Linked DNA regions of Mus musculus: region 2 is linked to region 1. Evidence: chromatin contacts called from public HiChIP or PLAC-seq data. All regions are on one chromosome and are shown on one strand. Each heading gives the region's core, a stretch centred on a gene start, on an enhancer-like site or on the middle of the called end of the contact. The rest is flanking DNA. Distances are from core to core; before and after follow the strand shown.

Region 1 (2,700 bases), core at 183-2,682:
AGCCCTGTTGTCAGGCAAGTTGGAAACCTGTTTCTAACAAAGAAAGCAGCAATTCCGTTAACCCAGAGGCAGGAAGGTGATGCTTTTTATGTTGGGGATTTAAAGGAGGCTGGGGAGGCGTGATTTGAGCAGCGAGCAGCAGAGAGAGAGGAGAGAACTCGGGCATCCTGAAAAGTGGGTCTCTCACCATGAAGAGCGTAAGAGCATTATCCCAGCTGTGTGAACAATATAGAGAAGTGGTTCCGGGTCTCTTTCTGCTAGTACCAGAGTGTTTTCTAACTGCCCTGCTGGAGGGTCATCCGCCTGACTGGAGGGATGGAGGCTCTAGAGTCAGCTGGGGCCCAGAGTTTTACAGGTCTCGACAACTGGTACTGGTACCCCACACTTGTTTTCAATGATTTTCTTGTCTACAAATTCTAGCCTTTTAAAAATAATTATAAAATTATTTTATGTATGTGTATATATTTTATGTATATTATTTTACGTGCAAAAAGATTTGTTTGCATATCATGTACATGGCTGGTGCCTGTGGAGGCCAGAGGACAGTGTTGGATCCCCTGAAACTGGAGTTACAGACAGCTGTAACTCCCCATGTGCTATGTGCCTGCTAGGAATTGAGCCCCGGTCCTCTGAAAGAACAACCAATGCTCTTTTTTTTTTTAAAGATTCATTTATTATTATACATAAGTACAGTGTAGCTGACTTCTGACGCACCAGAAGAAGGCGTCAGATCTCATTACGTGTGGTTGTGAGCCACCCCGTGGTTGCTGGGATTTGAACTCAGGACCTTCGGAAGAGCAGTCAACTCTCTTACCCACTGAGCCATCTTGCCAGCCCCAGCCAGTGCTCTTAAGCCACGTGTCATGACAGTGATCAGGAGAGGTTTGGAGTGTTTTCCCTCCTTTTGGGGTTTTCACTCTGATAGGTCTCTCCCCTTTCAGAGCAGGCACAGCAGAGGGAGAAGCGGAGATCAGAGATTTTCAGGGGACACTGAGGCAGCTGCAGTGGTGGATTTGCTGAGCTCCAGGCTGGGGAGGCAGGTCCTCGGGTCCTCTGATCAGGGAGCTGACCACTGGCTGGGAGGCAGAGGGAGAAGGGAAGAGTGAGCCGCTAGGATCCCTGCCACTCCAGCACATCTTTCTTCTTGCCGCTTCCTCACTGGGGTGTCTGGTGTGTTTCCTTGGTCAGGGTTTCTTTCTAGTCCTGGACAGAGCTGTGCCCTCAAGACCAGCTCTGGGCTAAGCATCAAGTGTGAAGTGTCTGCCACTGACTTCTTTTGAGACGTGTGGTATCTTTTCTCTTCCTCCACCCCAACCCCCACGACTGTGACAAATGTACATCACATCCAGTTACCGTCTTGAACATCCTTCGCGTGCCTTGTGACATTCACATTCACACTGTCACACCACCCCTCCCTCAGTTTCCAGACCTCTGCCATAATCCCACATCAAAGCCCTCACTCTCCTGAGCAGCCATCCACACTTCCCTCTCACTACGCCCCTCACAACCGCCATCGCAGTTCCTGCCTCTGTGAATTTGTCCTCCCGAGTGCTTCACATGAATGGAATCCTACAGTAACGGGCCTGTCAGAAACGAAGATATTTCAAAGAGACACGCTTGTCCCTCAATCTCACTGTTAGACTACTGAAACAATGGACCCCAGAGTAATTTGGTATCCACCCTGCCCCCTAGGAATCTCCTGCTGGGTGGAAGAAAAAGACTGAGCTTGGTTGCACCTATAGGAGGAGCTTGTCTCCAGAAAAGAGATCTCACAGCTCTAGCCACTTGTTAGACCACCTTGCAAAGTGAAATGGAAGCCCAGACAAGGATGGGTCAATGGTAGATAGGATCACACCGTGATCAGACTGCTCAGATGTGCACAGCTCCAGGCCCCTATTAACCCTTTAACCTCACTTCAGGGCTCCGACAACGATGACCTAGAGGCGGTCACTGACCCTTTCTTCCTCTCCCCAGTGTAGCCGTATCATCTGACTCTATCACGCATCCGAATTTCTTCTCTCTTTAGGGCTGTATACTATTCCAATGCATGTACCTCCAACCCTTTGCCTGTGCCTTCATTTGTTGACAGACTTCTGGATGTTTCTACCTCTGGGCTGTTGTGACTGGTACTGCTCTTAACATGGAGTACAGATATCTTTGAGTCCGTGCTCTCGGTTCTTCAGGGTTTCCATTTATACAGAGTTCTTGTACCATATGGCAATTCTTTGTTGACTTTTCAGGGTAGACGCACTGTTTTCGTCAATGTAATTGTTTTATGTCACCACCGAGAGGGTACAAAGCTTGCAGCTTCTTTACACCCTGCCAACACTTGTTCTTGTCTGTTTTCACAACAGCCAGAATGTGGCCTCATCTTTTAAAATGTAAATGACCGTAGACTGGAGGCTGGGGGACCGATGTGGCTTTCCTCTGTGTGTATGCTACAGAGACAGCTGAGGGGCTGCACTTTAAGGGCACTTAAGGCCTGGGATGTAAGACCAAAAACTTCCCTAAGCTTAGGGTCTGGGCATGGGGCTGTGTGGAGAGGCCCTAGCCGGGGCAAACTGAAGTTTGTCTAAGGGTTTGCCGTGATGGCAGGTTGATTGTATGCTCCTATTATGGGGCTCTTGCCCCAGGATAACCCATGTCTAACTTAGGCCTTGCTCCCTTTCTGTGTTTTCTCTCCAGTGTGACAATGCAAAG
Region 2 (2,700 bases), core at 52-2,551, 170 kb before region 1:
TTGAGATTAATTGCTCTCTGCTCCACTCTGCTGCCTCCTTATCTGTGAAGTGGGAGGCACTGTGTACATCTCCGGATTTCAAATGAGATAAGAATCTGAAAGTACCTTGTAATCTGCAGCTAGAGATTACACTAGAGTTTGTTTTGTGCTCCCAAAACCGGTGGGAGCTTTTAACTCTACTGCAGTGGCGGTCAAAGCAGCCCCTGGTTGCCTTCTCTCTCTCAGACCTCCCTTCCCTGTCGTCAATGAGTACGTTCATTTATCAGTTCATAGACCGAATGAATATATTGAACCCTAACATGGGCCATCTCCTGTGCTAGTGACCAGGGAAGTCCCCTAACCCTGTCCTTAGTTACAATCAGGTAGGCAAGAAACAGTTTTTGAAAGAGGGCTCAGGTTTAGACAGAGAGAAGCTGCAGACTTGGGGGGTCCTCAGATGGGAGCCCAGGAAACTGCTCAGAGTTGGCGAGATGGGAGCGGGCCCTGAGCAGCACAGAGGCACAGCACCCTGCTTGGCAGGACCCTGTGAGTCACGCTCATGACGGAGTGCCTGGAAGGAGGGTAGGAAGGTGCAGAAAGGGGCTGGGAAATATCAGTGATGTAGGCAGCCCTCCTGGCTGTGGGCAGGTGGGAGGGACCTGGAGGGTTGGGTGGGGGTGGGGGCTCTCTGGAGGACAGACAGCAGGGAAAGGGATGGAGGCGGGAGGGGGCTTGAGTTTGCAGTTTCTGCACGGGAGTGTGTTTCCTCACCCACCTCTCTGCTCGGGAGAAGAGGCCCCCATCCTGCCTTGGGCTGGGGGGCCAGATCACCAGGTTCTCATTTGCACACTGCAGGAGGCAGCCTGGTGTGTCAAGGTTCACAGCCCAGAAGGTATTTTATATTCAGCTGCAGCCTCAGACCAGAGTTCAGCCCTGGCCCTGCCTCCTTCAGGGAAGGAAGCCCTGAGCTTTCGCTGAAGCACAAAATCCACTTCCACAAAGGAGGGCCGAGCGACAACTCAGCCTCCAAGCCTGACCACTGCACTGTAGTCTTCTGACACCCCCTTCCCTGGATTTGTCTTTGTGTCTATCCCCTTAGCCAGGAGGAACCTTCTTTAGCTTGGACACTCTCCGTTCAGAGACCTCACACCTTAAAACATAACTCTGCCCACTGAGAAGCGGCATCTGTCCTCCCCCTGGAGTCAGGGAGTTGGCAGGAGCCTGTCTGTCTTCTCTGGGCCCTGAATACAGCCATAGCTGGAGTTTCTTTGAGAAGGATGGGACTACACCAGGCTCATAGTCACCTGCAGTAAACATTCCTGCCAGCAGGTGGCAGTAGGGCTCCGTGGAGGTGCCAGAGTCCTTTTGCCCAGGGCAGCTGCCACACTGGGATGTGCAGGTGATGGTGGGGGCTGAGGAGGGTAGATATGAATCACCACAAAGGGAACATGAGGGGATCAGCACTGGCAGAGACAGCTTAGCAGGCCATAACTCAGAGTACAGAAAACTCAGATGTGGAGGGCAGAGTGGTATAGGCAGATGGATCTGTCCTCAGTGTGTGTAAATGTGTGCCTGTGTGTGTGTGTGTGTGTGTGTGTATATGTTTTTTTAAATTTTAGATTATTTTCTTTTGTTTTATGTGTATGCTGTTTTGCCTGCATGTCTGTGCACGTATTTGTCTGGTACCCCCTGAGTTTGGAAGACAACTTCAAATACCCTGGAGCTAGAATTGCGGATGGTTGTAAGCCACCAAGTAGGTACTGGGAATCACATCCAGGTCCTCTGCAAGAGCAACAAGTCCTGACTGCTGAGCTGTCTCTGCAGACCCCCACCTTGTTTTCTTGACAGTCTCTCATGGGCCTGGAGCATGGAGAGCAGGCGGGCAGGTTACACCGACCCACTTGTTTTCACGCCTCCACTGCTGGGATTATGTACGCGCACTACTGTGTCCATTTATTTTCTGTGTGTGTACACACATATGCATGTTTGCATGTCTATGGGTACATGTGTGAAGCCTGTGTAAGAAGTTTTCCTTGATGGCGTTCCACACCAGGCTGAGGTCATCCCTTGTGAACAGCCCCTGTGCCTGCAGTAGTTGACATTAGTGAGGGTCATCAGAACTGCTCGATTGTCAGCATTTTCTGTTCAGTGTCAACAACCCCCATCTTCCCGGCAGGTGTGGGCATGTGAGCGTGGCACACCTCCTTTTGGATCATGGAGCCGATGTCAATGCTCAGAATCGGCTGGGTGCCAGTGTGCTCACCGTGGCTTCTCGGGGTGGCCACCTGGGTGTGGTGAAGCTGCTGCTAGAGGCGGGAGCCATTGTGGACCACCACACCCCTTCTGGAGAGTCGCCAGCAACGGGAGGCAGCGGGGATGAACTGCTGGGCATTACAGCCCTGATGGCCGCTGTTCAGCATGGGCACGAGGCCGTGGTACGTCTGCTGATGGAGTGGGGTGCGGACCCTAACCACACAGCCCGGACTGTGGGCTGGAGCCCTCTGATGCTGGCAGCCCTCCTTGGGAAGCTGAATGTGGCGCAGCAGCTGGTGGAGAAGGGAGCCAACCCTGACCACCTCAGTGTACTGGAGAAGACTGCCTTCGAGGTTGCTCTCGACCGCAAGTACAGGGATCTTGCTGAATACCTGGACCCACTGACCACTGTCAGGCCAAAAACAGGTCAGGCCAACCCCCTTCCCCACCACTGGCCCAGTCACTCCC

What was found. HiChIP or PLAC-seq counts read pairs in DNA pulled down with a chosen protein or histone mark.
Region 2: a contact with region 1 is called in an H3K27ac HiChIP or PLAC-seq map of T-cell acute lymphoblastic leukemia, with 4 times the contacts expected there. The contact joins two enhancer-like sites. A contact is called at or near these places in 2 of 39 promoter capture datasets (the HPC-7 cell line and hematopoietic stem and progenitor cells), 1 of 115 datasets of contacts at active chromatin or transcription factors (T-cell acute lymphoblastic leukemia) and 3 of 9 other capture datasets (embryonic stem cells, liver and pancreatic islet).

The regions. Positions count from the first base shown.
Region 1 is chr4:46,875,788-46,878,487 of GRCm38.p6, reverse strand. It overlaps Gabbr2 (gamma-aminobutyric acid (GABA) B receptor, 2), which reads left to right. Exons shown (of 19, transcript NM_001081141.2): 2 at 2,686-2,700. It overlaps Gm32208 (a long non-coding RNA gene), which reads right to left. Exons shown (of 4, transcript XR_390546.4): 4 at 651-1,076. Among named protein-coding and RNA genes, the nearest start is that of Gm32135, 5.2 kb to the left of the region's middle. Within about 2 kb of position 1,432, at least 7 of the 459 cell types and tissues checked have an H3K27ac peak or open chromatin away from gene starts, as enhancers often do. A contact at or near this core is called in T-cell acute lymphoblastic leukemia, where this site is marked.
Region 2 is chr4:47,049,027-47,051,726 of GRCm38.p6, reverse strand. It overlaps Anks6 (ankyrin repeat and sterile alpha motif domain containing 6), which reads left to right. Exons shown (of 16, transcript NM_001356426.1): 2 at 2,156-2,658. Among named protein-coding and RNA genes, the nearest start is that of Anks6, 6.9 kb to the left of the region's middle. Within about 2 kb of position 1,301, at least 54 of the 459 cell types and tissues checked have an H3K27ac peak or open chromatin away from gene starts, as enhancers often do. A contact at or near this core is called in T-cell acute lymphoblastic leukemia, where this site is marked.